3 separate regions of the Pan troglodytes genome follow, and regions 1 and 3 are each linked to region 2. Evidence: chromatin contacts called from public Hi-C and HiChIP or PLAC-seq data. All regions are on one chromosome and are shown on one strand. Each heading gives the region's core, a stretch centred on a gene start, on an enhancer-like site or on the middle of the called end of the contact. The rest is flanking DNA. Distances are from core to core; before and after follow the strand shown.

Evidence for each region. Hi-C and Micro-C count contacts between places; a contact is called where the count stands out from the background. HiChIP or PLAC-seq counts read pairs in DNA pulled down with a chosen protein or histone mark.
Region 1: a contact with region 2 is called in a Hi-C map of induced pluripotent stem cells, with 1.7 times the contacts expected there. The contact joins the enhancer-like site here to the promoter of SNAI2 in region 2. A contact is called at or near these places in 2 of 7 Hi-C or Micro-C datasets (blood and induced pluripotent stem cells) and 1 of 1 datasets of contacts at active chromatin or transcription factors (stem cell-derived excitatory neurons).
Region 3: a contact with region 2 is called in an H3K4me3 HiChIP or PLAC-seq map of stem cell-derived excitatory neurons, with 6 times the contacts expected there. The contact joins the promoter of PRKDC here to the promoter of SNAI2 in region 2. A contact is called at or near these places in 1 of 7 Hi-C or Micro-C datasets (stem cell-derived neural progenitor cells) and 1 of 1 datasets of contacts at active chromatin or transcription factors (stem cell-derived excitatory neurons).

Annotation. Positions count from the first base shown.
Region 1 is chr7:56,669,284-56,672,273 of NHGRI_mPanTro3-v2.0_pri, forward strand. No RefSeq gene overlaps it. Among named protein-coding and RNA genes, the nearest start is that of UBE2V2, 120 kb to the left of the region's middle. Within about 2 kb of position 1,733, at least 1 of the 24 cell types and tissues checked has an H3K27ac peak or open chromatin away from gene starts, as enhancers often do. A contact at or near this core is called in induced pluripotent stem cells, where this site is marked.
Region 2 is chr7:57,468,946-57,472,206 of NHGRI_mPanTro3-v2.0_pri, forward strand. It overlaps SNAI2 (snail family transcriptional repressor 2), which reads right to left and starts at 1,565. Exons shown (of 3, transcript XM_016959457.3): 1 at 1,008-1,565; 2 at 1-262. The coding sequence starts at 1,086.
Region 3 is chr7:56,505,061-56,507,986 of NHGRI_mPanTro3-v2.0_pri, forward strand. It overlaps PRKDC (protein kinase, DNA-activated, catalytic subunit), which reads right to left and starts at 1,571. Exons shown (of 85, transcript XM_519750.9): 1 at 1,361-1,571. The coding sequence starts at 1,514. MCM4 (minichromosome maintenance complex component 4) reads left to right here and starts at 1,591. Exons shown (of 17, transcript XM_528129.9): 1 at 1,591-2,401; 2 at 2,518-2,601; 3 at 2,909-2,926. The coding sequence starts at 2,532.

The DNA.
Region 1 (2,990 bases), core at 483-2,982, 800 kb before region 2:
GGGCCATACAGCCTCCTCTCCCGGGTGTGCCCTGGGGAGAATCATCCCCCCACCCGCTTCTCCACATCGCCTGTAACATTTGTATTTAATAAGTAGCAAAAATATATCTAAACACAAGAATATCACTTTCATTGCATGGGGAACCTGCAGCTTTTTCTTTTCTTTCATTTTTTTTCTTTTTTTTTGAGACAGGGTCTCGCTCTGTCACCCATGCTGTAGTGCAGTGGCACAAACACAGCTCATTGCCACCTTGACTCTCAGGCTCAAGCAATCTTTCCACCTCAGCCTCCCAAGTAGCTGGGACTACGGGAGTGCACCACCGCACCTGGCTAATTTTTGTATTTTTTGGTGGAGACCGGGTTTCACCATATTGCCCAGGCTGTTCTCCTAGGCACAATATCTGCCTGCCTTGGCCTCCCAAAGTGCTGGGATTACAGGTGTGAGCTACTGTGCCAGGCCCTATTTGTTTTTTAATATGAGGTTGTGTTGTATTGCAATTGTAATCAATAGAGTAGATATAATTTTGAACTACGTATTTAAACATGTTTTCAAGTCTTGTATGACATTGCATTAACTTACAGATTCATTTTTGATATTCACGATATGGTTTTAAAGTATCTTATATCTGCTTTCAAAAATCAAACTCATTATTTTCCAAATTACCATGAAAATAGTAACACTGTGTGATTCAGTGGGACTCAATCAATGCTACCTTTTTGATTTCAGGGATTTCTTTTACATGCTGGGTGACAGGTATTATTTTCTGTTGAAGTGAGTGCTCCTTTGAAATATGTTACTGTGTCTGACAAACTCAGAAATTTTAAAGTTCTTCATCCTCTGCAATCATCCAGATTTTCCCAAAGGCTTTTACTAAAATGTTTCCATTCCCAGTGGCTAAGTATGTGTGGGAAGGGGAAGAGCAGAGAATCTTTTATATCAGATGAGTGGTTTTTAAGAATGTTTTATTCTTGAAAGTAATAGCTTTTCTTCATGACAGTAGGCCTGACCCCACGACAGGAAACTTTTCTATCTCAGAGCAGGATAGAACCCTGTTGCCTGGGACGGGGAATTCAGCCTGGTTTGCTCCATTTGCCTGCACTGGCCTAGAGAAGGAAATGGGGTATTCAAATCAGTGTTTCACAGCAAACGGGAGTGGGGGGCTTCCTTCCACCTGGAGGAAGGGGTGGTAGAGACAGACTCTGTAGAACAGCTCCCCCGTTCCCCCCAACCTGGGCAGAAGCAGAGAAGGTGGCGAGTCCTTTGCAAAGTGAGTTCAGGCTGTGATTTGGCTGTTTGCTGTCATTTCTTGGGAACCTGGCCGCAGCCACCAGCCCTTTGGGAGCCCCTTTCTTCCCCTAGGCCCTGGGCTGGGGTGGAGGCTCTCCCAACTGCAGCATAAGTGGAATGGAATAAAGGCGAATCTTCTTCTGAAGTTAAGTGTTGAATTTTCAGGTGGAGATCACTGAGGCTGTTCAAGGCAAAAGCCCTGTTCACAGAAAGTCTCGTTCACATGTCAGAGGCAGGCAGCAGCGACCAAGTAGGTGCCTAGATCCTGTTTATTCACTGGGGGGCCTTGATTTGATCAGAAGCGTTTTAGAGACCACAAACAATGCTCTCAGCTCTTAGGTGAGGAAAGAAGTTTCTGTGATGAGCAGATAACATGTTTTACATTACTCGTTCCCTGTAGTGAAATGTCATCTGTGATACAAAGGTTATGTTTTTCTTAAGGTGGTTTCTTTTGTCATTAAATGAAGCTATGTGCCCCTGCCGTGATCTCTCTGCTCCCAAGGCCTGCTCGGCTGCATCTGTCTTGAGCAAAATCTTCGCTTCCATAAATACTCCTTCCATTCTGTTGCCTCTCATCTCTAAGACCTCTGCATCCCATAATCTGATTTTCCATCTACTGACGCATTATGATCACTCATGTTCACTGTGAACCCCAGCAGTCTAGAAGAGAGACAGCTTTTTTAGAAGAGTAAGATATTAAAAAGTCGAATTCTCAAAGAGCAAGTGCGTTCCAGACCCAGAGTGTCCTGAGAGAGTTTCCGGTCTGTGGGTTTGGTCCCCAGAGCCACAGGTGCTGCTGGGAAGTGCCTGCAGACCCCTGGCAGTCCCATTTTAGCCACAGTGGTCTGCCCTAGATCTCGACTGTGCAACAATCAGTAGCCGTGTTAGAGGAGTCTTGGTGCATCTATAAATGCCAAGTTTTAGTCCCCAGGAAGTGGGTTCTTGTGATCTGGGCCCCTCCTTGACCAAGTCCAATCCAAACCGGAGGGCTTCGGAAGATGCCTTGAGTGTTTACCTAGATTTTGAGGCATCTGTTTCTTGTTGCAGTGAATATTCCTTTGAAATATTTTCCCTTGTCTGACAAATTCATCCCTTTGGTCCATTGCTGGTGGCAGGCTTGGTGGCCTGCCATGGCTTCTGCTACCTGGCATGGTAGCTGAGGGGGCTCCGGCTGTGAAACCATGAGCCTGAGGTCCAGTTTTTGCTGGATGGAATTGTGGAGAGCTGAGGCCCCTTCTCTTCTTAAGCCATTCAGATTTATGGACTGTGGCCCCAAGAGAAGGAGAGGAGGAGATTTAGGCTGCTATGTGGATAATGGAGCCAACCCCCAAGACACTCGTTAGCTTAGATTACTTGGGTGATTTATTTGGGGTCTGGGCATCCGGTCTGAGGTGGGGGCTCCTGGAGACACACTCAGCCCTGCCCTTCTGGCAGAAATGGGCCGAGCCCTCCCCAGCTGAACATACCATGTGCTGCAGATGAGCGAGCTTAGATTTGCAAAGGGTTCTAACACTCCCTGGTGAAAGGCACCGCATGAGTCTGGACATTCAAATGCTTGTTTTACCAAACAGCTCCAGAGACACAAGACAGAGGTGCCATGAACAAGCTTAGGGTCCAGGGCCCCTCTGAGTCCAAGATCCAGCTGCCCCAGTCACCAGAAGTGACTATCAGACTCCAGGAACACCAGGCCTTACCTGTTTTGT
Region 2 (3,261 bases), core at 315-2,814:
TGTAGTCTTTCCTCTTCATCACTAATGGGGCTTTCTGAGCCACTGTGGTCCTTGGAGGAGGTGTCAGATGGAGGAGGGGGACTCACTCGCCCCAAAGATGAGGAGTATCCGGAAAGAGGAGAGAGGCCATTGGGTAGCTGGGCGTGGAATGGAGCTGCGGTAGTCCACACAGTGATGGGGCTGTATGCTCCTGAGCTGAGGATCTCTGGTTGTGGTATGACAGGCATGGAGTAACTCTCATAGAGATACGGGGAAATAATCACTGGGAAAGAAAAGGGAGGGAGAGAAGATTAAGGCAAAAATAATTAAAAATAAATCCACACGCAAGCATACACACACTGGAAAGATATTTAGCAACACACACGTGATTTTCTTAGGAAGAAGATAGACCCATTTAGGAGGGCATACACACTGGTAAAATGTTTCATTTCCACCCTGGCGCCTACGGAGTTACTGTACTTAATGCACACATAGGCTGACAGCTGCACGGAGCTATAGGTGCTCTGAAGTCAGACAGTGCAGCCAAGCCAGTGCCTTCGCCGTCGCCACTGAGGAAGGAGAGCCTCAACATTATTTTTAAACATACAGAAAAGTTGTTTTCCATGTTACGTATGGGCTATTTAGGTGTATTACGACCGTGAGTACAAAGATATGCCTGCATCAAGCCGCCTTCTAAAGGAAAGGAGACTTAGTGCACGAAAAACGCAGTAATTCAATCCTTATGTTGCTCATCTTTCACATACTCATTATGCATGTATACACAGGCTTTAGCAAACGAAGCTGCGAGATTTGAATGAAATGTTCCTTGTTAGTCAAGAATTTTAAAAGTTTTGAATTAAAACGAACCCTAAATGATCAAAAGAATGTAAGCTCCCTTTCAGGACACTGTTTAAAAGGAAAACAGTTGAATCTTTGGCTCTTTTGTAATGGTATTTGAAGAGTAATACGTAGATTCATATTTGCAAAGCTCTAGATACGTAGTTCTAGATATATTTTTCTCTTTTTACCTGTATGTGTGTCCAGTTCGCTGTAGTTTGGCTTTTTGGAGGCGTTGAAATGCTTCTTGACCAGGAAGGAGCGCGGCATCTTGCCAGCGGGTCTGGCGGGCGCCCGGCGCGGATAACGGTCCGGCGGGAGGACACGGCGGTCCCTACAGCATCGCGGCAGGCCAGGCTCGGGCAGGGGCCGTGCTCAGGTGCGGCAGACGGACGGGCCGGCGCCTCTGAAGTCGCCGGGCTCCTTTACGAACTGAGCCCGTTTTGGCTGGGAGGGTTTTTTTTTTTTCCTCTCTTTTGCAAGAAAGATCCAATCACAGCTGAGAGGTTCAGATTTCAGCTCCTCCCTCTGGGACAGCTGTGAACAGAGGAAGAATCTGTTGTCAGACTAAATTATTCTGGTTCAAAATGGACTGTTTTTTGAGATTTCAGTGGAGAGGAAAAAAAGTGTTTAAGTATTTTCAAGAGAGGTAACCTCGCTCGGTGAGCCCCGCCCGCGATCCACGCTCTCTGGGAGCTAGGAGGGGCGCAGGAGCCGGGGTCTCTGCCCTGCCCGCCTGGCTTCCAGATGTGGTGCAGCGCCAGCGCGCGGGGACACAGTGTCCGCCAGGGGAAGGAAGGGCCGCCCTGCACCACACCAGGCCAGCCTCTGGTGTTAATGAGAGCCTATATTTGGAAGTGGCATCTGGAGAGGTTTGCCTTGCACAAAGACCAAATAATTACCTCTTGGCTTTTGAAAAAGGAAGGGGGAAGCGGGAAGACAAAGGCGCCTGTGAGCGCGGAGGACGCTCTCCTGGGACTCTGGCCTGGAGCGGGACTGCAGCCTTGCGTGCGGCGAGGGCGCTGCGCTACTCAGGGCTTCCGCGAAGCCAGGGGCAGCGCGGCCGCGTGCAAATTAAGTACTCATGTCACCGTGTTAGCTATGGTGGCTTGAAAGAAATGCTTTGTAGCCCTCTAAAGGCAGGCTGATCGGAAGAACTGGAGGACTGCAAAGATAAAAAGGAACTCTGGCAGAGAAGGGGGGCAAGAGGTAAACTGTCATTTGGAACCACCGGACATTCTCTCACACTTTTGACAAGAGATCTTATCTTTTCATGTATTACAGTGCATCTTTTTTTTATGGGAAAAAGGGTGTATGGGTCTTTAGAGACAATTATTTTTATTTCTAATATTCCCCTGCTTTTATGTGGTGCTATTTTCATCAGTATAAAGCCATTAAAATCCATCTCAGTATCTGCCAGGTTCCTGTATAATGCTAAAAAAGAAATTGAAGGATATTATTATGAGTATAGATTGATTAAAGTTTTAAGAACCCAGTCTAGTAACTGCAAAAACACCTTTATTTTGTGTATGGTCTTCAATCTAAAAATACTTTCAGGTGGTTTATTTTAAATATAAAATTTCAAGCATATTTTAAAGCATCTCTGTCCATTGCAGACTTTTATCCCTACCTTTTGCTAAAAGAATAAGGAAAGAACAAATTCACATGAAGATCACCCTACTCTTGTTTCTAACAGGTGCTGGAGGAAAAAAGTGAAAAAGAAAATAACAGTGGTGATGTCAAGACTTGTCAGAGAAAAGTGCATTGTCAGGTTGCATAACTTCTTAATCTTGGAATGAGAAAACAAGAGTGTATGTGTGTTTGGAGGGTGAGGTGGGGCACTCACAGATTTCCTAAGCTAATTTCAATGATTATTCTTATTTCTTCCAACAGTCACTAATTTAAATGTCAAACAGAGAAAATAATTCAAAGGAATCCTTATGCTAATGGAACTGTACTTGCAGGAGAGAGGAAAATATGAATACATATTCGATTTCTCCACACACAAACTGGAACCTGGAGTAAAAGCCAGAGGCAGTTTTCTAAGCTTGCTACTCTATGTGAGGGTTTGTTCGGATGTAGGCACCTGGGTTTATGAGAGCAGGAGTCCTCCTTGCTTTTCACTCCATTTCCCACAAAACACACATTTTTTGTTACAGATATAGCACAGTTGAGAAAACACATATCGCCATGGCTATTATTTCCTTGTTTCACTCTACACAGTCTGTTCACAACAAAGAAGAGTGTTAGACAATGTTTTGGTATTTATTTGCTGGTAGTTATAACACAAGATCATCTACTAAAATGTGTATTCAAAAATCCATTTACAACGTTTAATAATAATTCACTATGCATGAAAAAAGCTTACATTTGGATCACAGAGGCATAATCCAGCCCAGCCCCATCAGCAGGTATCCGAGGGTGCACTGCACAGATCGGCGTCGG
Region 3 (2,926 bases), core at 321-2,820, 960 kb before region 2:
TAAATTTGAAACCCTGAGAAGAGAAAGTAATCACGCAATGTTAGTTTTTTGTTTGATATTTCCCCATTGTTAATATATTCTTGACGACAGATAGAGTACATATAGGATACGTGTATATAGCATCTTTTTTTTTTTTTTTGAGACGGAGTCTTGCTCTGTTGCCCAGGCTGGAGTGCAGTGGCACAATCTCGGCTCACTGCAATCTCCTTCTCCTGGGTTCAAGACATTCTCCTGTCTCAGCCTCCCGAATAGCTGGGACTACAGGCGCTCGCCACCATGCCCAGTTAATTTTTGTATTTTTAGTAGAGACAAGGTTTCACCATACTGGTCAGGTTGGTCTCCATCTCCTGACCTCAGGTGATCCACCTGCCACAGCCTCCCAAAGTGCTGGGATTACAGGCATGAGCCACCGCACCGTGCCACATATAGCATCTAGTTTAAACTGTTTAAGTTATTCCTACACCATATTCACTACTAGACCCTCCGGAAGAAAATCTCACCTTTTAATAGGGCACAACATCAAGGTCTGCATACTCGTGTTTTAAAGAAGGAATACAGGAGATCCACATAATTTAAGTATTTGAATATTTAAAATGCTAAAAAGAGGCACTTTTACTACAAAGGGGAAAAAGTTCCCACCCAGGCATTGCTAAAGAGTTAAAAGAACATGACTTCAATTACATTTCTTCAATTTTTCTCAAAGTAGGAACGGCAAATAGAGGGGTTTGGAAAAGGTACTGGTGGGATTAGGCGAGATTCAGGTGAAAGAAAATACTTTCTCTTGGCCGGGCCCGGTGGCTCACGTCTGTAATCCCAGCACTTTGGGAGGCCGAGGAGGGGGGATCACGAGGTCAGGAGTTCGAGACCAGCCTGACCAACATGGTGAAACCCCATCTCTACTAAAAATCCAAAAAAATTAGCCGGGCGTGGTGGCGCGCGCCTGTAATCCCAGCTACTCGGGGGGCTGAGGCAGGAGAATAGCTTGAACCCGGGAGGCGGAGGTTGCAGTGAGCCGAGATCGCGCCACTTCACTCCAGCCTGGGCGACAGAGCGAGACTCCGTCTCAAAAAAAAAAAAAAAATTATTTCTCTTGCCCTGCCCCCCACTCTGCACAGCAATGATTGCCATATTAGGGGTCGTTTTCACCAACTTTGGCTTTAAAATATCTTTCCTCTAATACTAGGGGGTAAAAGCAGTATGACAAATCCCTTTATACACATGCACAGAAATTCCCCCAAGAATCTAATTGCTGTACTTCAAAATACCGTCATCTAAACACAGAGAAGCGCCGGGCTGCCCGGCTCCAGAACGACTCGGGAAGCCAGGACCCACCCGCGGCCCAGCTCGGGCCGGTACCCACCCAGCACCGCGGGGCTGCTGCTCAGGACGCATTCCTGCCCCAGGCCGCGGATCAGTTGATGACCGGCCAGGGCTGCACCGCAGCGGTCCGCGGCGGACAAGGTCTCCTGCAGCCGCAGCAGGGAGCAACGCACACCGGCTCCGGAGCCCGCCATGCCGCCGAGTCCCGCTCCCGCGCGTGCGCCCGCTCGGCCCGGACCCGGAAATGCCCCTACGCGCGGAGGCGGGGCTGCGGGGCGCGGCGGCAGGAACTTTCCCGGGGACCCCTGCGGGAAGGCTTGGCCTGTAAGCGCGCCTCTTGGGCCCGAATCAACATGGAAACCTAAGGAAAAACGTCTGACCTGCGGAAGTAGTTTTGGTGGCTACTTGGTGTTGGACTTGGCTAAATAAATACCAGAGGCAGGTAAAACAAGCGAGGGGCGTAGGTCAAGAGTTCCAAGTTTGTTCCTCGATAAAAAACGACAAACGCGGTCGGGGGCGGTGATGCCCGTCTGCAGTCCCAACACTTTAGGAAGCTGAGGAGGGGGGATCGCAGGAGTTCGAGACCAGTCTGGGCAACATAATGAGACCATCCCCACCACCTCCCGTCCTTAATTTTTTTTAATAAAAAAATCTTTAAGTGACAAATGCATCTGTAATGTCCTTATTAACCAAAAACGCCTAAGGGATAAAGAAGCATACACTCCTTAGCCAACGCTAGAGGAACACACCCCGAGAGCTGGTGCTGTCGGACCCAGTTTTCCCGCGAAAACGCTGCCGCGCAGGGGGTCAGACCATCTGGACCAAGGGGGGCCGAGCGAGGCCTACTTCTGGTTTACGCACGGGCGCTGGAAGAAGCGGCACTGTCCCCCCCTGCCGGTGCGCAGTGGCGCCTCCCGGAGGCGGAGCCACGTACGAGCGCCGCTGTGATTGGTGAGGCCCCGCCAGGGGCGGAGACGACCTTGCCGCCGGCGGGAACTCTGGGTCTCGCGGTTTGGGAGCGCTACTCGCCAGGTGGACCCGGAGTCCGCGAGCGTTGTCGGCAAGCGGCCGCCTTTCCACGGTAACCGCGCGCCGGCGGGGAGGGCGTGGCGCGGAGCCGACGGGAACGTCCGCGCTGCGGAGCAGGGCAGGGAAGCCGGGAGGCGGGCCCGGCCCGAGCTTGTCCTTGTCGCGCAGGTACTCCGAGCACTATGTCGTCCCCGGCGTCGACCCCGAGCCGCCGCGGCAGCCGGCGTGGAAGGGCCACCCCCGCCCAGACGCGTGAGTCCCCCGAGCCGGGCCCACTACAGCCCCCGGCGCCGCCCCGTCTGCCCTCTCTTGCCGCAGCTGGCAGCGCTGGGTGGGTGCGCGGGACCCGGGCGCTCAGCCTCGGGCTGGGCGCTGCCGCTTGGTGCGCACAGACACCCACAGCAGGCCTGCTGTGGCCTGGGTGGTGCTTAATTCGATTGCCATTTGCCTCTGTTTGGTTTGGTTCAGTGGTGAGTCATAATGCCCCAAGGAAAAGACAAATCCAGGAAGGCCGGCCCTGAAAGTTAATGGCTGTCTTTTCTGTTTTGTGTGACACAAGCTCGAAGTGAGGATGCCA